2 separate regions of the Ovis aries genome follow, and region 2 is linked to region 1. Evidence: chromatin contacts called from public Hi-C data. All regions are on one chromosome and are shown on one strand. The core of a region is the stretch at or near the end of the contact, and the rest is flanking DNA. Distances in the headings are between cores, read along the strand shown.

Evidence for each region. A called contact is a pair of places that touch in the nucleus more often than the background predicts.
Region 2: a contact with region 1 is called in a Hi-C map of blood, with 2.2 times the contacts expected there. The contact joins the enhancer-like site here to the promoter of LOC101118606 in region 1. A contact is called at or near these places in 2 of 16 Hi-C or Micro-C datasets (blood and skin fibroblasts).

Annotation. Positions count from the first base shown.
Region 1 is chr4:79,022,389-79,025,391 of ARS-UI_Ramb_v3.0, forward strand. LOC101118606 (cytochrome c oxidase assembly factor 1 homolog) reads left to right here and starts at 1,392. Exons shown (of 6, transcript XM_060414798.1): 1 at 1,392-1,491.
Region 2 is chr4:79,110,492-79,113,494 of ARS-UI_Ramb_v3.0, forward strand. It overlaps LOC101118606 (cytochrome c oxidase assembly factor 1 homolog), which reads left to right. Exons shown (of 6, transcript XM_060414798.1): 2 at 2,998-3,003. Among named protein-coding and RNA genes, the nearest start is that of STK17A, 58 kb to the right of the region's middle. Within about 2 kb of position 1,535, at least 27 of the 54 cell types and tissues checked have an H3K27ac peak or open chromatin away from gene starts, as enhancers often do.

The sequences.
Region 1 (3,003 bases), core at 142-2,641:
TTAAAGATGATATTTTGGTAAAGATTACAAAGGAATTTTCCAGGTTTAAAACTGAAAGTTTTACTGTAAAATTTCTTGTAAACAAACTAGTCAGGACTCAATTTCATGATGACAGTATGTAAGATAAGTAAGAAAAGACATTCATTCTAACTTGCTGCTGCTAAGTCACTTCAGTCATGTGCAACTCTGTGCGACCCCATAGACGGTAGCCCACCAGGCTCCCCCGTCCCTGGGATTCTCCAGGCATGAACACTGGAGTGGGTTGCAATTTCCTTCTCCAGTGCATGAAAGTGAAAGGTGAAAGTGAAATCGCTCAGTGGTGTCCGACTCTTAGCGACCCCATCGACTGCAGCCTTCCAGGCTCCTCCGTCCATAGGATTTTCCAGGCAAGAGTACTGGAGTGGGGTGCCATTGCCTTCTCCTCATTCCAACCTACCTAATGCTAATTTTATTAATCTTTGAGGTAAATATTGTCTAGTTTACACTTAACTTTTATGATACGATGTAATGGCCTGCTCAATTGTTTTCTCAAAGTAGCTGTGTCAAAATGTCCCCATTTTCTTTTTTTCTTCTCTCTTTTTAATATTAATTTTCTCTTCTATTTGTATCATTTCTAGGTTTCTGTCTTCGAGCTTACTAATTCTCTTTTCCGTATGGTTTGCTCTGTTTCTCTCTGGCCTCTATCAGTTTCTTTTGATTAAAGAATCCAAGGGCCTGGGTGGTAGGTAACACTTGAACTTCAAGCTTGTCATTAAAGTAAAGGGTGACGTTAATAGTAGCGATGATGACAGTGGAATAATCAAGATGAAAATAATAATAACTAGCATTTATTGAACACTTACATACTGCCAGACGAGTCTGATCGCTTTATTAAGTAATTACTAGTACTAATGCATTACATTTTTTCTTAACAATCCATTCCCTGGAGCACAGTAAGAATTTAATAAATATTTAATGAATAAAAGAAATTAGCGTTAAGTTCCTCAGTCGAATCGGCAAGATGGACTTCAATGCCAGAGCGATGCTCAGATGGCTCGTGGTTTCGCATCCTTGGAGGTGAATCGAAGCGCCAGATCCCTGCGAGGAGCAATAGGAACCAGTGGTTTTAAATTTTCTAGGCAACCGCTGATGGACTGACAGTATGTTGGGGGCTAATGGCGTGCACAAAACAGAAAGCTGAGCTTTGAGAACACAAATGCCCTACTCGCGCTCGACAAGCTTCTGAGAAGCCGGGGAGCGGAACCAATTTCAGCCTGAGATGCCGTCGCTTTGGCGCCCTGATATGAAATCATTCATTCAAACCTGACTGCTCTAGCCCCTAGAGGAGATGACGTCGGAAGTCTCGACTGCTCCCCGCGGGGCGTGTCCACCCGCCGGCGTTTGCCCCACCCACTCCCACACGCTCCACTTCCGGAAGGGGCCGTCATGCTCTCTGCGGCTAGGTGTTTCTACGCCTAACAGGTTAGCGTCCACGCGGGAAAAAAGAGTCGGGTCAGTCCTACTCCAGAAGCATTTGTTCCCGTCGTTCTGGAGACCGCTTTTGCGCGAGGGGCGGACTGTTGCTAGGGCAGCACGTCAGGGGCCACCTCCTTGCTGGGTCGCCACCTCCTGGAGCTGCCTGATTGGGTGACCCCTGGTGGGCTAATCGTGACCTTGCCCCGTGGTCCTTGGTGAGCATTTCCAGGAGCACATTTGTGAAGAGGTGGAACTGCACTTTGTCGGTGGTCCCAGGTTACAACAGTTTGAGAGAGACCCTGCCTAGATGATTGTATAAAAGATTACTGTGGCTCGGTGGTCCTGATCATTCGTTTCTATCACAGCTGAGCTCCATAAGGGGGCTGACCATAGAAGTGATTTTCAGCGTTTAAGTGATTTTCGGGTGTTCGTATAAGCGTGCGTATGCATGTTTGTCAGTCTGTGCGTGTGTGGAAAGGGCTGTAATTCAAAAAACGCACAAGTATTATATTTTGCTGCTTTTCCTGGCCTCTTCCCCTTATTCCTCTTTATTCTTACCTGAGGGGCATTGCTCACCTTCACCTTTGGATATAAGCAACTCTCTACTTGAACTTACACATTTAAAACACAGATCTGACTGTTAATCCTCTACTTAAAACCTTACTGGCCTTCCCATTTGATTCAGGATAGTACAAATTCCTTTGGCTGGATTGAAGACACTTCAAAGTCTTGTTTCTGCTGAATTTTTCAGTCTCATCTCCTGTTCATGGGAAACACACCTACACATACATGCTCTATGCCCCTGTCATGCCATCCTGCAGTAATTTCATCTCTTTGGCTAATTATAATGGTTTACCCACGTTTGCAAATTTACTTTTCCATTCAGTCAGAATTTAGTGAATTCGTGGTTATTGCCAGACACTGTTTTAGGAACTGAGGGGAAAATGGAGTTAAAATTGGGGAGAAAAAGCCCAACCTGCAGTCCTTTTGAAAAATAACAGCTTGATTGAGATATAGTTCACACACCATGGAATTTTAAAACACACATTGCTTTTTAGTGCGTTCACAAAGTTGTACATCCGACAACCACAGTTTTAAACCATTTTTAAAGACACCTTGTACCCATTAGCAGTCTCCCTTGAGTTCCTCCTTACCCCACTTTTAGCTCTAAGGAAGTACTAATCTGCTGAATATATAAATATATTTGTCAATTCTGGACAATTCTAGAATAGGCTGATAAAATTATAAACCATGTGGTCTTCTTTCGCTTAACGTGTTGAAGTGTATCAGTACTTCATTTCTTTTTATTGCTGAATATTGTTTCACTGTGTGGATATACCACCAGTTATTTATCCATTGGTCCTGTTGATGGGTATTTCAGTTGTTTTGGTTATCCTAAATAATGCTGCTATGAACATTGGTGTACACGGTTTTTTGTGGAAGCATAATGATTTCATTTCTCTTGGCTGTGTACGTAAGAGTAGGATTCCTGGGTCATAACGGTAATTCTACATTTAACATTTTGAATAACTACCAGACTTCTTTTTT
Region 2 (3,003 bases), core at 285-2,784, 88 kb after region 1:
AAAGGGGGTCAGTACTTTGAAACCACTGGGGCCCAAGTACTCTTTGTGCATCAGAGCAGAGCTATTAGGTTAGTTCTACCTTCCTGTGACTAACCATCCCTTAGTTTTCAAAATGAGTTGCAACCCTTTCCTCTCGGTTAATTGTAAAGCGAAAAAAAAAAAAATCGAGAAGATCCCCTGGAGAAGGAAATGGCAACCCACTCCAGTATTCCTGCCTAGAGAATCCCCATGGACAGAGAGGAGTGTGACGGGCTACAGTCCTGCAGTTGCAAAGAGTCAGACACAACTTGGTGACTAACCAATAAGAAGAGTAATTGAATTTGAGTTTCTTGGGAGATTTTCACTTCGTTAAAAAATCTTCAATTCTTATCAAACACTTAGATATAAAATGTCACCTTCTTGGAGGTAGCCTAAAGTCTGTCTCTAGTTTTACAGAGCTTTTTGGAATTTTTTTGTGACATTAAGGGCTGCCGAATACTTTATTCAAAAGTTAGCCAATGGGGCAGGGAAACTGAAGCTGGGTAAAAAGGAGCAGAGACTGAGCCCCCCTTTCTCCCATCCCAATCCCTTCTCCTTGCTTGGACACAGTCAGTGGCTCCCTGGAGACCAGGTGGATCATGACTGCCTTAGCGCTCCACGGAGTCAGAGTAGCCCAGTTGAGCTACCGACTAAGTCCTTACTATTTGGGTCACTTGTGAGATTCTATTTATGCTTTTTTTTTCTTGGACTGCGATTGTGGTTTTGATTATGATATTTTATAAAAAGATCTAGGGGTGCTGTTTGTAACACCACCCACTTGAGAGATTGCCTTTCTGAACACGTGTGGGAGGAATAGCAGGTATGGTATCAGGAGGGTGGTGTTCCTCCATGGACGCTCTGGACCTTGTAGCTACTTAGGCTCCCTTTTCTGCTGAGCAGATAGGATGCTCGGTGTCACGACTGTGGCCACCTTGAGGAAACGGCTAGTGCATGACAGTGTGTAGTTTGGGGTACTAACTTTACCCCAGCTTTTTCTTCTTAAAATTGTTTTCCATTTGTTTTCATTTCCTTATCCATCTGTTTACTTCTCTTCTGACATGAAATATCCTTGGTAGCCCCATCATTCTTTTTAGAAGTTGGTGTATAAATTAGCAAATATATAAGAACTGTCCTAAATATTTTAAGAAACTGTCCTTTTGATGGATTCTTACCACTCTGGTCTGAGCTGTAGGCTGGGCTGTTGCAGAAGTCACCTGTCTGGTCATGCCCTATCCCATCCCTCTCCTTCTTTCTGCAGCCCTTTCCTGCAGAGTCAACCCCAGCCACACAGGGTAGATGCCTCGCTGAGCAAATGCCTCCATTTCTAGACCCATTTCTCATGGTTCCCCTTCTGTACTTCTGCAGCTCTGCTTCTGCCACTCTGCCCTCCCTCTGCTTGTCATTTCTGTGAACCTGAAGCCCTCTTCCCACCCCTTCATCTCTCTCCGCTCTGTGTCGGTTTCCTCTGTGAAAGCAGGGCGGACCACTTCCTGGGTGCTACTTCCTCTCCTGCTGCATGTGTTGGGTCACAGTAACTGGGTTGCTCACCCACAGGGGCCTTTGTGCAAATTAGAACAAGGTACTGCATAGGACTTCCTACTACTGGAAACCTATCTGATAAATGTAGGAGTGCAGGCTGTTTACTCTGTGAGGGCGCCCTGAGTGTGTGGGGGTGGTGGGTAGAGGGGCGTGCCTGCCTGTGCAGTTGTGCTCCATGCCCCGTGTTGTAATTGGTGGGAACTGTCCACTTCCCCAGCACCATCAGTCTGGCCAGGGCAGGCCCTCAACACCTGTTTGCTAAGCTAAAGGAAGAACAAAAGTGTGAATTCACGCCATGCTGTTATCTGAAAAATAGCAGGGAAAGCACACTTGACAAGGCTTTTGCACTGAATGTGATGAATATGTTATAATGCTGAGATGTATTCCCCCCCCCCCCCCCCCCCCCACACACATCTCAGTATTTCTGAAATGACAGATACCTTAGTCAGTGGACTGTGGTAGGTGAAGACACAGCTCCTGGAGCTGGACTACTTGGGTCTGAATCCCAGGGCTACCACTCACACACTTATTTGTGAGATTCTGGGCATTTTACTTAATCTTTTTAACAATAGTTTGTTCCTCTACTTCCTGGGGTTGTAGTGAGAGTTCAATGGATTAATATATGTGCAGTGCTGGCTCAGACGGTAAAGCGTCTGTCTACAATGCGGGAGACCCGGATTCGATCCCTGGGTCGGGAAGATCCCCTGGAGAAGGAAATGGCAACCCACTCCAGTATTCTTGTCTGGAAAATTCCGTGGACAGAGGAGCCTGGTAGGCTACAGTCCATGGGGTCGCAAAGAGTCAGACAAGACTGAGTGACTTCACTTTCCTTTCACTTTAGAATATCACCAGGCAGATAGTAAATAGTAAGAGATATGAGTAGTAGCTGTTAGCAGCACCATTAAAGGCAACATAGACACTCACTATATTTCTGTTTCCTTTTAACCCCGAAAAGCTGTTTTAATCCATGGAGCACAGCTTACATGGATAAACATGCCCTGTCAGTAGCTGCGGACTGGCCGCGTTGTGTGTGCTGAGGTTGAACCCTCTCTTGCCCGCACCAGTTTCTGGTTTGCTGCCAGAGAGCATGCACAGTATGCTGACAGGAAACCAGCAGGCTTTGTTTTTTCTTCTTAATATAGCGAAAGAGAAAGAGGGGAAAACCAGATAAGGCTCATTTTAGAACTTAACTTCTCCAAAGCTTAGACTGGTAATAAGTCTTAGCTATGTAAAACTATCCACCAAAGAAAATTGTATTTGAGAAAGTGATTATATATCCATTAATTCATTCACTGCACTAAGCAGCTTGTCGGATTTTAGTTCCCTGACCAGAGATTGAACTCAGGTTCTTGGCAGTGAGAGCCCGGAGGCTTACCCACTGGACCACCAGGGAATTCCCTGAGAAAGTTATTCTAATGTAAAGTTTTTGTCTGATTGCAGGGCAAC